Linked DNA regions of Mus musculus: regions 1 and 2 are each linked to region 3. The links are chromatin contacts, called in public HiChIP or PLAC-seq maps. All regions are on one chromosome and are shown on one strand. The core of a region is the stretch at or near the end of the contact, and the rest is flanking DNA. Distances in the headings are between cores, read along the strand shown.

What was found. HiChIP or PLAC-seq counts read pairs in DNA pulled down with a chosen protein or histone mark.
Region 1: an HNF4G HiChIP or PLAC-seq map of pancreatic cancer cells shows a contact between it and region 3. The contact joins the enhancer-like site here to the promoter of Plekho1 in region 3. A contact is called at or near these places in 1 of 39 promoter capture datasets (hematopoietic stem and progenitor cells), 5 of 484 Hi-C or Micro-C datasets (B cells, the G1E-ER4 cell line, embryonic stem cells and 2 more), 12 of 115 datasets of contacts at active chromatin or transcription factors (craniofacial prominence, embryonic basal ganglia, embryonic forebrain and 6 more) and 2 of 9 other capture datasets (adipose tissue and embryonic stem cells).
Region 2: a contact with region 3 is called in a FOXA1 HiChIP or PLAC-seq map of pancreatic cancer cells. The contact joins the promoter of H2ac18 here to the promoter of Plekho1 in region 3. A contact is called at or near these places in 6 of 39 promoter capture datasets (cranial neural crest, embryonic stem cells, frontonasal cranial neural crest and 3 more), 2 of 484 Hi-C or Micro-C datasets (both in nephron progenitors), 10 of 115 datasets of contacts at active chromatin or transcription factors (astrocytes, bone marrow-derived dendritic cells, bone marrow-derived macrophages and 7 more) and 3 of 9 other capture datasets (adipose tissue, liver and macrophages).

Annotation. Positions count from the first base shown.
Region 1 is chr3:96,132,844-96,136,970 of GRCm38.p6, forward strand. It overlaps Otud7b (OTU domain containing 7B), which reads left to right. Exons shown (of 12, transcript NM_001025614.1): 2 at 3,631-3,781. The coding sequence starts at 3,697. Among named protein-coding and RNA genes, the nearest start is that of Mtmr11, 27 kb to the right of the region's middle. Within about 2 kb of position 2,393, at least 25 of the 459 cell types and tissues checked have an H3K27ac peak or open chromatin away from gene starts, as enhancers often do. A contact at or near this core is called in pancreatic cancer cells, where this site is marked.
Region 2 is chr3:96,243,807-96,247,703 of GRCm38.p6, forward strand. It overlaps H2ac18 (H2A clustered histone 18), which reads left to right and starts at 1,691. Exons shown (of 1, transcript NM_013549.2): 1 at 1,691-2,246. The coding sequence starts at 1,775. The coding sequence ends at 2,167. H3c14 (H3 clustered histone 14) reads left to right here and starts at 2,879. Exons shown (of 1, transcript NM_178216.3): 1 at 2,879-3,542. The coding sequence starts at 3,080. The coding sequence ends at 3,490.
Region 3 is chr3:95,993,322-95,997,327 of GRCm38.p6, forward strand. Plekho1 (pleckstrin homology domain containing, family O member 1) reads right to left here and starts at 2,518. Exons shown (of 6, transcript NM_023320.2): 1 at 2,450-2,518; 2 at 2,201-2,347. The coding sequence starts at 2,476.

The DNA.
Region 1 (4,127 bases), core at 1,143-3,642, 140 kb after region 3:
TGATCAGCACCAACATTTATAAATGAATATAGGTACAAGTAAAGACAGATCCAGGCAAAGAGTTTATAAAAGCACCTGGCTCACGATAATGATGTTTGGCTGCAACAAGTAATTTTGTAAAGAAATGATTTAATTTCCATTGAAAAGTCCATCATTCTCAGGAGTCAATTTTGTTGTTCAGTAGAACTGAATAAGAACCAGTATGTGAACATTATTAGGGGGAGGAGTGTAGTGATAGGTTTGGCTTTTATTTAGAAAAAACAACTTATTACAGTTGGATCTGAAAGTAATGAGCTCCCTGTCAGAGCTTGTATTCACTTGGGAACTGGACAATCTGCTAGAGATGTACTAGAAGAGTTCTTTGGTGGGGTCAGACATGGGACTGAGTAATTGGTGACAGCCCTTCTACTAGGAAAACTGGATGCTTTTGACTGAATCCATCTATAAACCACACAGTCAACAAATATTTGAGTGCTGCTTCCCTTTTATTTGAAAAGCTGAAGGTTGTGTTTGTTTTTTTGTTTGGGGTTTTCCTTCCTGTGTGTTGAGACAGGGCTAGCTGAGTCTTCGTAATTGGCTTCGGTATCCTCACTTGGAATTTGAGAAGCATCAGCCAGGTGTTGTGATGTTGTAACAAGATCTGCTGTCCTTCTGTTGGGCGAAGGTCACAGTCCAACCATGTATTGGAGAATCCAATACAAGAATGAGCTGCCAAGAAGTTTGCTTTAGTGCTTCACATTTTTTGCTGAAGAGCCAGTCTTTCCTGATAGGAGTTATTTGTTTATTTTAGATGTTTGGAATTGAGCGGCCTACCTTCTGTTTCCATGTAAGATCCCGGATGCCATGACACTGATGGTTTTTGTTTGCTTCTCCCTCAGGAGCCTCTCTCGATCTGGCTGGAAATTGTTTGCATGCCTGTGGCTCAGTCTCCTTCGTTCCACGGAGCGCTGTGTGTGCTGTTTCGTCTTTCCCACGTCCTTTCAGAAAGCTGTTAGAGTAGCTTACAGTGGCTTGACTGTCTGTCTGTCTGTTTGTTTGTTTGAGGCAGGGTGTCATAGTTCTATCTGCCCTCGAACTCATTACATAGACCAAGCTGGCCTCGAACTCACAGGGAATTACCTGCCTGCCTCTGCTTTCAGAATTCTAGTATTAAAGACCTGAGCCACCACACAAGTTTACCTTATTTTATTTTTTAAGAGTAAAGATTTAAGTTCATTTTGGAGTTAGTCTCTTAATTTTGGACTATTTATGTTTGTTACTTGGATAGTGCCCATGTCCTGTGACAAAGTGGTGAATACAGTGGGCTTTGGAGAGAATTCTCATTTGCATTAGATGAAAAGCCTTTCATTCACCTGTGAATTCTGAAAGCATTTAATTTTTTTTTTTTTTGGACAGGGTCTTTCTTTGTAGCTTTGAATTCTCAATCCTCTCGCCTCTGCCTCTTGAGTGCTGATGTTAGAAATGTGTAATACTTGCCTGCCTTGAAATTCAATACTTTTTATTGTTGTTGTTGTTGAAACACTTTATTCAGAGGCTTGGGGGAAAGTTGTAGAAGTCCATGTTGTCTGCTGTCCTGCCCAGGGCAGACCTTAGAGATCTCCCTGTCACTAAGAGCTTGAAACTCAATTCTTAGGCACAAGTTGCAAGGGGGCTGGGTCACTTCATAGAAAGCTTGGCCAGAAGCTCTTCATGTAGTTCTGGATTAGTGTGAGATTAACAGCAGGGGCTGTTTACCTTAGGCTGGATTGCTGGCTTGGTGCTTAGGATAGTGAAACAGATGCAAATTAGACATTTGTTTATAATGAATTTAGTCACTAGGTATTTATAACTGCCTATTATATTGTAGATACCTTGCTCAGTGTTGGACTAGGGATATGAATAAATCATGCTCTGTACCCATTGGTTTCTTGTATTATTAGAGCACTATAAGAAATAGTGATTTCTCTTTTAAAAAAAAAAATCCAAAGAACTACCACCAACAAAACAATTCAGTTATCAGGTTAGAGACTTATAATTTTTACAACCCACAAAAATTTGCTATTTGCCTTACTAGTTCTAAAAATGTAGAAAAATGGAATCAGATCATACTACAAAAAAGTTGTATTAAGGGATAGAAGAGGAGTGAAGAAAAAAATCCTTGGAGGTCATGCTTAGGCTTTAGGTTTTCGGAGGAATGTATTGTCTGAGTCATCTGTTGTTTTCAACAATTCTGGTTTTGTCTTTTCCAAAAAGATGATTAGTGGGTGCAATGAGACAGTTGGATACCTGGGCACTTTATGAACGAGCCCCTTCTACAGAGCACCGTAAGACTAATGAGTGTGGTCAGAGGTGGATCTCCACCCTATTTTTGCTTTCTCAGCTGGGACTATTAACCTCAGAGGAATGTTGACATGGTGCCAGGCTGTCAGGTCAGGGACATAGTTTCTGCTAAAGTCAAGTCTGAAAGAGGGATCTTTTCTCAGGTAAACTGGCACTCGTTTGTCCTGGGAGACAACTCTTTCTGATTGTGTTTCCTGAGTTCTGCAGTTAGTGACTGTTGGGATGAGCCTCTGGGATCTCCACTCAGAGTGTGGAATAGTTTGTTATTTTGAGAAGTTTCAGCATTCAGTTTACTCTTCCTGTTTTCTCAACTAGCATGAGAATATTAGTCAGCCTTGAAGTCATCTGCTGTATAGTGTTATTTTGTTTAATAAGTATCTACTAAGGGCCAGTGTGCCTTGTACTGTGTCAAGTAGTTCATCCTGAGGATAGATCAGTAAAGAAGACATGCAACTTCCTATTTCCAAAAATTTGACATGAAAATCAAAGGCTAGGGCTGGTGAGATGGCTCAGTGGGTAAGAGCACCTGACTGCTCTTCCGAAGGTCCAGAGTTCAAATCCCAGCAACCACATGGTGGCTCACAACCATCCGTAACGAGATCTGACTCCCTCTTCTGGTGTGTCTGAAGACAGCTACAGTGTACTTACATATAATAAATAAATAAATCTTTAAAAAAAAAAAAAAAAGAAAAAGAAAATCAAAGGCTAGGCAAAGAGTGATTAAAGTACGTTCAGAAGAAAGCCAGAGCATGGTGGCACATACCTGTAATATCAGCATTCACAAGGCTGAGACAGGATGATTGCTACAGGTTTGAGGTTAGCCTGAGCTACATACGAAGCATTGTCTACAAAACCAAAAACCCTTAATAATCAATATGTTTCAGGAGGGACATGAGCATGGCGCCATTTAGGAAATATTGTAGGTCAGAGAGCTTTCTAGGGCAGCAGATTGCTGCCTTCTCCCTTTAGACTGGAGGGGCAGACATGGCACTAGGGTGGGTATAGAGCACTTCCTAGTATATGCAATCCCTGGGCTACATCCTCAGTGCCTTTCTCCTTAAAAATCAAACCAAAACAATGAAAAAAGCAGAAGCAAAGCTTTGTTGAGTAGTTTGTAGTTACTGTAGGTATTAAAATATTGTTAACAAGGAAATGAAATGTGATTCTTCATGAAAAAATTTATTTTTTGTTTGAAAATTCAGTTGGAATGAAGGAACCAGAACAGTTAGCATGTGTTAAGAGACTGTTGAAATCGGGCTGTGATGATGCTGTTCTGGTTAGGTGAGCCTTGTGCATGCATCTCCTTTTCAGGTCAGAGCCTGGATTTGGATCTATGTTCTGCTCACATCCTGCTGCCTGAGAGTACCTGATGATCCCATGACCCTGGACATGGATGCTGTCCTGTCGGATTTTGTTCGTTCCACAGGTGCAGAGCCAGGGCTGGCTCGAGATCTTCTAGAAGGTAAGGAGAAAGTGAGAAAAGAGAAAGCAAAATCCCATTAGGGTGATTTGGAACATTTTAAGGGGATCAGAAAAATGTTTTGAGTGCTGTAAACCCTCCATTTTAGTTGCTTCTATTGAAACCACAGATTCCCTGGTCACCTTGTATGTATTAGGTGCTTGCTTCATTGTGAATTTATATTCAGGTAAGTCAAGGGGAAAGTTAGATTAGCCCACTAAAATAATCATACCTGATCTTGTCCTCTAGCCATTATGCACACGCTATACATATATACTACCCACTTGTTCTAGCATCTATATGCATTTGTATGCACATACAACACATATATACCACACATGTGCCCAAC
Region 2 (3,897 bases), core at 441-2,940, 250 kb after region 3:
ATAGGCCCAGCAAACCCCACCCCCCGAAAATCTGTCTATCTACAGATATTGACATGAATGAGCTTGAAGCCTTAAGTAGAGGAGGAACCTGGGCAGGCAAGATGTTAGCAAAATTAAGGAATCCTAGGAGGCAGATGCATGGTTCTCTGGTCAGTGCTACGGTTTGAACCTGCAAGATTCGGGAAGATATCACTCTGACTCTCACTTGTACTCTAGGGAGTGGCCCTGACCTCGTGGGTAACGGCCCTCATTTGCTATGATGCAAGTGAAAGGTAAAACAGTAACTTCACTCTGCCTTTAGCCAAAGGAGACAGACATCAAGCGAAGACAGAGACACCACACTTACAGTCAGCTTTCAGCTAACCTATTTATGTTTTTCAGAAGAGCCTGCTTCTTTAGGGACAATGTTCCCGAAGCAGCTCAGTGTGGAGCCAAACCACTTCCATACCCTTGGGTAGATACTTGTTTAGGACGTTCCCTGGGAGTTAATTATACAAGAGTCTGGCTCAAGTGTATCTCTTTCTGTTTTTAGAAGCATGTGGTAACTTGGAGCAGAAATACCCAAGGTAGCCTGGGACCCAATCTGCAGGGATGAGAGAAGAGCATTGACACTATGGGAATAGCAATGTGACAGGGCCAAAGGAGAGGCAGAGCTGACTGAAGAGCAGCAAAGGCAGGTGGGAGACACTCAGGGAAACAGGGGGTGGGGGGAGTGAAACTAAGGCAAACAGAAAACAAGCAACAATGTCTGTGTGGCTAAACAATTCTGATTGAATTTCTGGTGTGGTGCTTAAGACCTCGTATATAACTAGGAAAGTACTGTGCCATTGACCTACATCCCAGAATATGCCAAACTACAATGAAATAACATACAAAGTGCCATTAAGACTTCAATCTTTAACAAGCTGTACGTAAATCCCTCTTAAATCTTGTGACCTGAAACAGGAAATTTAGTCACCGTATGTAAACTGAAAACTGCACTAAAAAATAACAAGATCCAAGTTAAGCAATTTCTGACCCAAAAGACAAGTTACTTCACAGACGCCTCCGATGCTGATACTTTAATAAATGGACTGCCTAATGCTTTCCTACATTCTGACAATATATTAACACTAATTTTATGTAACTCCCCTGCAAAGTCGAAAGATACCCCTACACTTAATACTCCTCATTCAAGGGCACATGTAACTTGAGTAGAAATGATTTCTAATGTCAATGGGAGGTAGAAGAGAAAAAAACAAAAAAACAAAAAACCCAGGAAGCAGCAGAGACACCGTGGGTGGTTTCATACAGGAAACAGGGTAAGGCTGCCTGGCTCTGCCGGGACGACTCGCCAGTTTGGGCACAAAGATGGAGCTGAGGAAAGAACTCACAGCCTGTGCCAGTCACCTACACCTGGTACACCATGCCCTGTGGCCAAGTTTACGCGTGCTACCGGCTCTATTCCTGTTAGCTTCCTCAGCAGGAGAAACAGCGAGCAGGCCCAGCCGCCCGGCGACCCGCGGAGTGTCGCAACGACGGCCGCACGCAAATGAAGCCACCGAGCACGCGCGTCGTGATTCGCGCGTTCCAGGGCGGCGCCGGGGCGAGGGAGCCGGTCTTATGTAAATGAGAGGCTTCTGTCCGCGCGCTCCTATTGGCCACGGCGTCAGGACGCGTGTGAGCCAATGAGAGCGTCGGGCGGACAATCGGGTCTGCGTCTATAAAAGAGTGAGGCGTCGGCGCCGGAGTACCGTTTCCTGGTTGTGGCCGTTCGTCTGTTTGCGCTTTCGTGATGTCCGGTCGTGGCAAGCAAGGAGGCAAGGCCCGCGCCAAGGCCAAGTCGCGGTCTTCCCGGGCCGGGCTACAGTTCCCGGTGGGGCGTGTGCACCGGCTGCTGCGCAAGGGCAACTACGCGGAGCGTGTGGGTGCCGGCGCGCCGGTATACATGGCGGCGGTGCTGGAGTACCTAACGGCCGAGATCCTGGAGCTGGCGGGCAACGCGGCCCGCGACAACAAGAAGACGCGCATCATCCCGCGCCACCTGCAGCTGGCCATCCGCAACGACGAGGAGCTCAACAAGCTGCTGGGCAAAGTGACGATCGCGCAGGGCGGCGTCCTGCCCAACATCCAGGCCGTGCTGCTGCCCAAGAAGACGGAGAGCCACCATAAGGCGAAGGGCAAGTGAGGCCACTGCTCGCGTCGGCCCGCGTCTCTGTGATATAACCCCCGCGAGCTCCTAAAAAGGCTCTTTTCAGAGCCACCCACTGAATCAGATAAAGAGTTGTGTCACGGTAGCCGGTCTTGGTGGCCTTTCCTGGCCCTGCCCCAAAAGTAAGAGTGTCGTGTCCTCTGCTTCCTTGCCCATCCTGCCCGTGGTTCCCCCTGGTAGTTTGTTGTCGCTCTTTGGTTCATGCCCTGCCTCGGCGGAGCGGATACGCGGTTCTCGCTGACCGTCCCAAGCATTTAGCCCCTATCTGCCCACACCCTTGTCCTACACAACACTGTCCCTCACTCAGCGTCCACCCGCCTGACCCTTCCCAGGACTAAGACTCAACTAGGACGTCTAGGCCAATCTAGACATAAGTCGCAGTCAGCCGCGCTCTCGTCCGGTCCTTGGGGAATGTCTAGGAGGAGGAGGTGTCCCGCGAGGACTGGACGCGGCCGGCTCTAGGGATCATGGGGGACTGGGGCTGGGACTGTGGCTGTGGCTGGGCGGTGCTGCACAAACACTAGATTAGTTCTGCCCTGGGACTTTGGGCGGCGGGCGGGGGCGCGCGAGCTCCTCTTGGGCAGAGCCGGGACCCGCCCTCTACGGGCAGCTGCCAGACGTGGCTCCACCCTCGCAGAACGTTGGCAAGTGGACCGGGCGCGGGGCTGGACGTGGGGGGCGGGGGGGGGCGGGTCAGGTGGCGTGGCGGGCCCGAGCCAATGGGCGAGGTCGGGGCCGGTGACGCCACGGCCAATGGCGCGGCAGCGCGGGAGTTTCAAGTCGCTGTCTCCGCCCCGCCGCGGGGAAGACTGCGCCTATAAAGGCGGCCGGCTCGGGCCGGTATCAGGTCCCCGAGTGCTCCTCGTTTGGGTGTCTTCCGTCTTCGCCATGGCCCGTACGAAGCAGACTGCCCGCAAGTCCACCGGCGGCAAGGCCCCGCGCAAGCAGCTGGCCACCAAGGCCGCCCGCAAGAGCGCCCCGGCCACGGGCGGCGTGAAGAAGCCGCACCGCTACCGGCCCGGCACCGTGGCGCTGCGGGAGATCCGGCGCTACCAGAAGTCGACCGAGCTGCTGATCCGCAAGCTGCCGTTCCAGCGCCTGGTGCGCGAGATCGCGCAGGACTTCAAGACGGACCTGCGCTTCCAGAGCTCGGCCGTCATGGCGCTGCAGGAGGCGAGCGAGGCCTACCTGGTGGGGCTGTTCGAGGACACCAACCTGTGCGCCATCCACGCCAAACGCGTCACCATCATGCCCAAGGACATCCAGTTGGCCCGCCGCATCCGTGGGGAGCGCGCTTAAGCGCCCTGTCTCCCATCCATTCCCCACAAAGGCTCTTTTCAGAGCCACCACAGCTTCCCGGAAAGAGCTATTCAGCTTTTTGTCTTAAATTGCCTTTGCATTCTTCTAGGTTTCTGCAGTGGCTGGTGCTTACTGTCCACCGAGCCTCTTTTAATAGTTGCCTATAGTCGCTTAAGAATGTGCTAATTTCGGGGGCAATTGCGAGCGCAGTGACTAAAATATCTTATCCAGGTGCTCAACCTCTGCATTCCTCTTCTAACATCAGTCTTAATTCGTTTTTCTTTTATCTTTTTCGTTCCCTTCTAATGTAATTTGACATGATAGAGCTTTTTCTTTTTTTAAAATGAGCACCTGGCTCATTGAAGCCAAGTGTCAGGCCTTGCAAGGCTACTTATATTGCCCTTTAC
Region 3 (4,006 bases), core at 1,268-3,767:
TGGACAAGGCTGATAAGGCACTCTGGGAGTGGGATGCATTGACAGAGGTCAGGAAGGGCAAGGGTGGGAGGCTGGGTGAGGTAGGCAGCAGGATAAGTAGATGCCAGTGCCCAGAAAAGACAGATACCCTGGCACCTTGCTCTCTATTGTATTCTGTCTCTTCCTCACACCGAATTCCCAAAGTCTCATTTATGACTACATCTTCCAAATTAACCCTCTGTCTCTCGGCCCACAGTTGTACCAAGCATTCAACCTAACTTCCTCTACTGTGAAGTCTCCCTAAGGTATGGATCAGTTCCTACCTCTGGTCCTTGATCAGGTCAGTGAAGGGATGCCCTTGGAGAGTTAGGAATGACCCTACAACATCCACGGAAGGGCTTCTCTAGAGAAAGGAGTTGTGGGAGACCTTGCTTTCCCCAGAAAGGAGGACTGAGACAGAATGCTTAGCAGGGTTCCCTTCCTCTTTTGTTTTTGCATGTAAATTGCAAATACACTCTGCTTTTGGGTCTCACATCTTCAGTGCGTTGCTTTGCTACTGCTTTTGTTTACAGGCTGAATAAACAGTGTCTTGTGGCAGCTTTGCCCTTAGCCCAGGCCCACTGGACCATGGAACTGGTTCTGAAGAAGGGTCAGTATAAGGTGCCGTTCCCTCTTTTCCACTGCCCTTCCCAGCAGGGGGCATCTGGCCCCAGGTCTAGTCAGATGCTCCTGAGTCAGAGGACAGCGGACACTCTAGGCTGAGGTCATCCTATCTTCTCTCTGCTCTGCATCTCTCCCTCTCACACCAGGTTCTGCCTTTTAGACAAACATAAGAAGGGGAAAAGGCCTTGTTTTGTTTCTGTAGCCCTTCACTGTCCTCTGGTTTCCCCTCGGACCTGTAGGAAGCCCTTCCTGATTGCTAACTACATTTCCTGGCATTATGAAGTTCGGGGAAGACAGGAGATATGAGGTGACACCCACTGCTGCTTTTAAAATAAACAAAAATAGAAAGCAAGAGAATCGTTGGGGGAGCTCTCTGTAGGATTCGAGAGCAGGTAGCAGTGGCCCTCGAGAGCACACTCGGTCAAGGCTTCCCTTAGCTTGCTCTGAGGCCTCTCCAACCGTTATGTTTTGGCCCCTTCAAGAGGGGCCTGGGGGCTCAACACTAGTTCTCTGCTTGTCTCAGTAGACTGCTTTGAGATGAGTACAGCTCTCCAGCTGCAAGTGTATCTGCTTCGACACCATAAAAGGCTTTATTTACCCAAATACAAGGGCAGAAAACAAGTGTCTAGTGACAAAAGCAGAACAGGTTAGAGCTAAGGGAGGGCTTCCCACTCGGTTGGTTTTGGGTGAGGGCAGGCAAGGGAGGAAGGGCCAGTCTGAAAGGGACAGGAACAGGCCACCATGATCAGACAGTCACAGGGAAGCAAGTTCAGTTTCTCAGCATTCTTGTTATTGAGTCAAGAGTTGGGGCTTCACAAAGGGGGAAGGGATCTGGATTCCACGACCTGGCTTTATATTCTGACCCCATGTGCCGGGCTGTGGTTTCCTGTAAAACTACAGAGCCAAAGCCATGGAGACACACACACAGGCGCTCACAGTCCTAACTCCATTCCCCCTGTCTACAAATAAAGATGGGCAGAATATGAGTTCCTTGAATTTTTTTTTTCTTTTTTCTTTTTACCCTTTAAGTGGAGTGGACGGTGAGGAACAAGCCTGGTTCAGGATGCTAGCTCCTACAAGAATCCGGCATTCACCGCTGCTCTACCCCTGGTCCCAGAGACTGCCTCCAAGTTGTGTTTTCTATGATTTAGGGAGACTGTGCTACTCAGGGGACCTACATATGCCCTCCTCCCTCCCAACCCCCGCAGGAACGGAGAGAGTGGTGGGCTGGGGTGGGGAAGACAGGAAGGATCGAGGGATACGAATACCAGTGTGTAACAAAAACAAACCCCACCAAAACCCCCAACCGTATTTTAGGGGGCCAGAATAGAGGGAGAGGCGGCGGATGTCAGAACTTCTGAGAAAGGTGTCCGCAAAGGCACATCAAATAAGTAAACTCCTAAACCCCACTCAGGTTCTCTCACTCGGGGGTGACTTTTTTCTGCAGACACAGGACTTTTGCGACCCCTGAACTTGCAGAGATGGAGGCGGGGCAAGCCGGAGAACTAGCCGCCGTGGGGACAGGGTCCCGACGGCTCGCGCAAGGGCGGGCGCCTACCTCCTTCTCGGAGACGTAGAGCTGGTCGCCTTTCAGCACCACATAGCGGTTTTTCCAAATCTCCCTGAAAATCCCTTTCCCGCAGAATTTCCGGACCCAGCCGACCTTCTCGGGCGCCGCAGACTGATGGTTTCCATCCGGAGGCCCCTGCCCGGGGCGAGACGAGGAGCGGCGGCTCAGACTGGTCTCTGCGCCCTCCCCGCCCCCCCCGCCAGCCCCAGCCCCATTGTCCGCGCGCCGCGCACTCACCCGCTTGCCGGAGCCGCTCTTCTTCATGGCGGGATCGGGCGGCCGCGCCCGCTGCTCGCTCGGCGGCTCGTGCTAGCCGCAGGCCGGGCCCCCGCTGCCCCCGCCGCCCCCGTCGCCCATGCCCGCCCCCGCCGCACCGGCCCCGGCCACCGCCGCTGACGTCGCGGGCTCCGAATGAAGGGCGGACCGCGGCGCCGCCGCCGTGCGCTCCCCGCCCCCCGCCTTTGTTTCCGACCCGGCACCCGGCGGAGGCGCGAGCGGATAACCGGGAGGCGCGGCGGTGGGGGCGGGCCCGAGGCGTGGCGAGCGGGATGGAGCGGAGGCGCCGTGGGAGAGCGGCCGCCTCGGACCCGCAGACTCCGGCTGGCGGAGCCCCGGGAGTCTCCACTCTCGACCTACTGCCGGGCGGACGTGAGCGCCCCGCGAGGCCTGCGGTAAACACGCGTGCAGCGGCGGGGAGGCCCGGAGGACGCTCGGACCGCGAGCTCTTCTGAGTCCTGTGTTTCTGATGTGGCTTGGAGGGAGCCCAAGTTTGAGCGCGGCTTTCCTCACCACTCCTGGGTCTCTGTTCCCCTACCTGGTAAAAGGAGGATCAGCTGACCCATGAAAGCCCGCGAGGACCCAACTGTGTCTTTTAGGTTCAATTACTACCAGACAGTAAGCTAATAAACCTGGTGTATGGTAAACACAACCACCACGAATGAGTAAAGCCCAGAGCAGGGGAATTATTTTTTCCCAGAGACGTCCAAGATGAAGTGTTGGTAAGTTTGTGGTTTGAGGAGTGGAGGATGTTTGGGCTTTTTGGGAGAGAATTTATCAAGAAAGATACCTCTTCTTAGACCCACCGTGCTTCCCAGTCCTGCAATCTCACTAGCCATATAATTGACTTCTATTTCAGGTGGATACAGAACTTTATGCTTTCAAAATGCTCTTATATTGGCACTTTAGAATGTCGAGTACCATTTTGTAAGGCATATAAGAGTGAGGATATTATCCCTTGGGAAAAGATCAGTCCAGCACAGGGAACCATTTGTCATGCTCAAACTGACACACTGCTGTTACATGAGTTAGCATAGAGGTTTTCTAACCCGGGTCTGCCTTTTAGACTTTGTACACGTGTACACAGCACACTTTGCAGACTACCCCCTACACACACAGCACACTTTACAGACTATCTCCTCCTCATCTCTGTTTGGTACTGGCCTGTTTAAAGGGCAAAGAAATGACTGAGAAAGGCTTTAGGAGGGAGCCTATGTACTAGCATGAGGGCACAGCTGAGGGAATGAGCTTTTGGGAACTTGTTGGCTGAGCAGGTAAGAATGCTTTGGATTATTTTGTCTTTATTTTTTAATAAGACAAGGTCTTTTTTGTTTGTTTGTTTGTTTTGGTTTTGGTTTTTTTCCTAGACAGGGTTTCTCTGTGTAGCCATGACTGTCCTGGAACTCACTCTGTAGGCCAGGCCATCACTGCTGGGCTTATGACAAGGTCTTACACAGCCTACCTATGCTGCTTTCAGACTTGTTACATAGCCAAGGCTGGTCTTGGTCTACCGAGCCT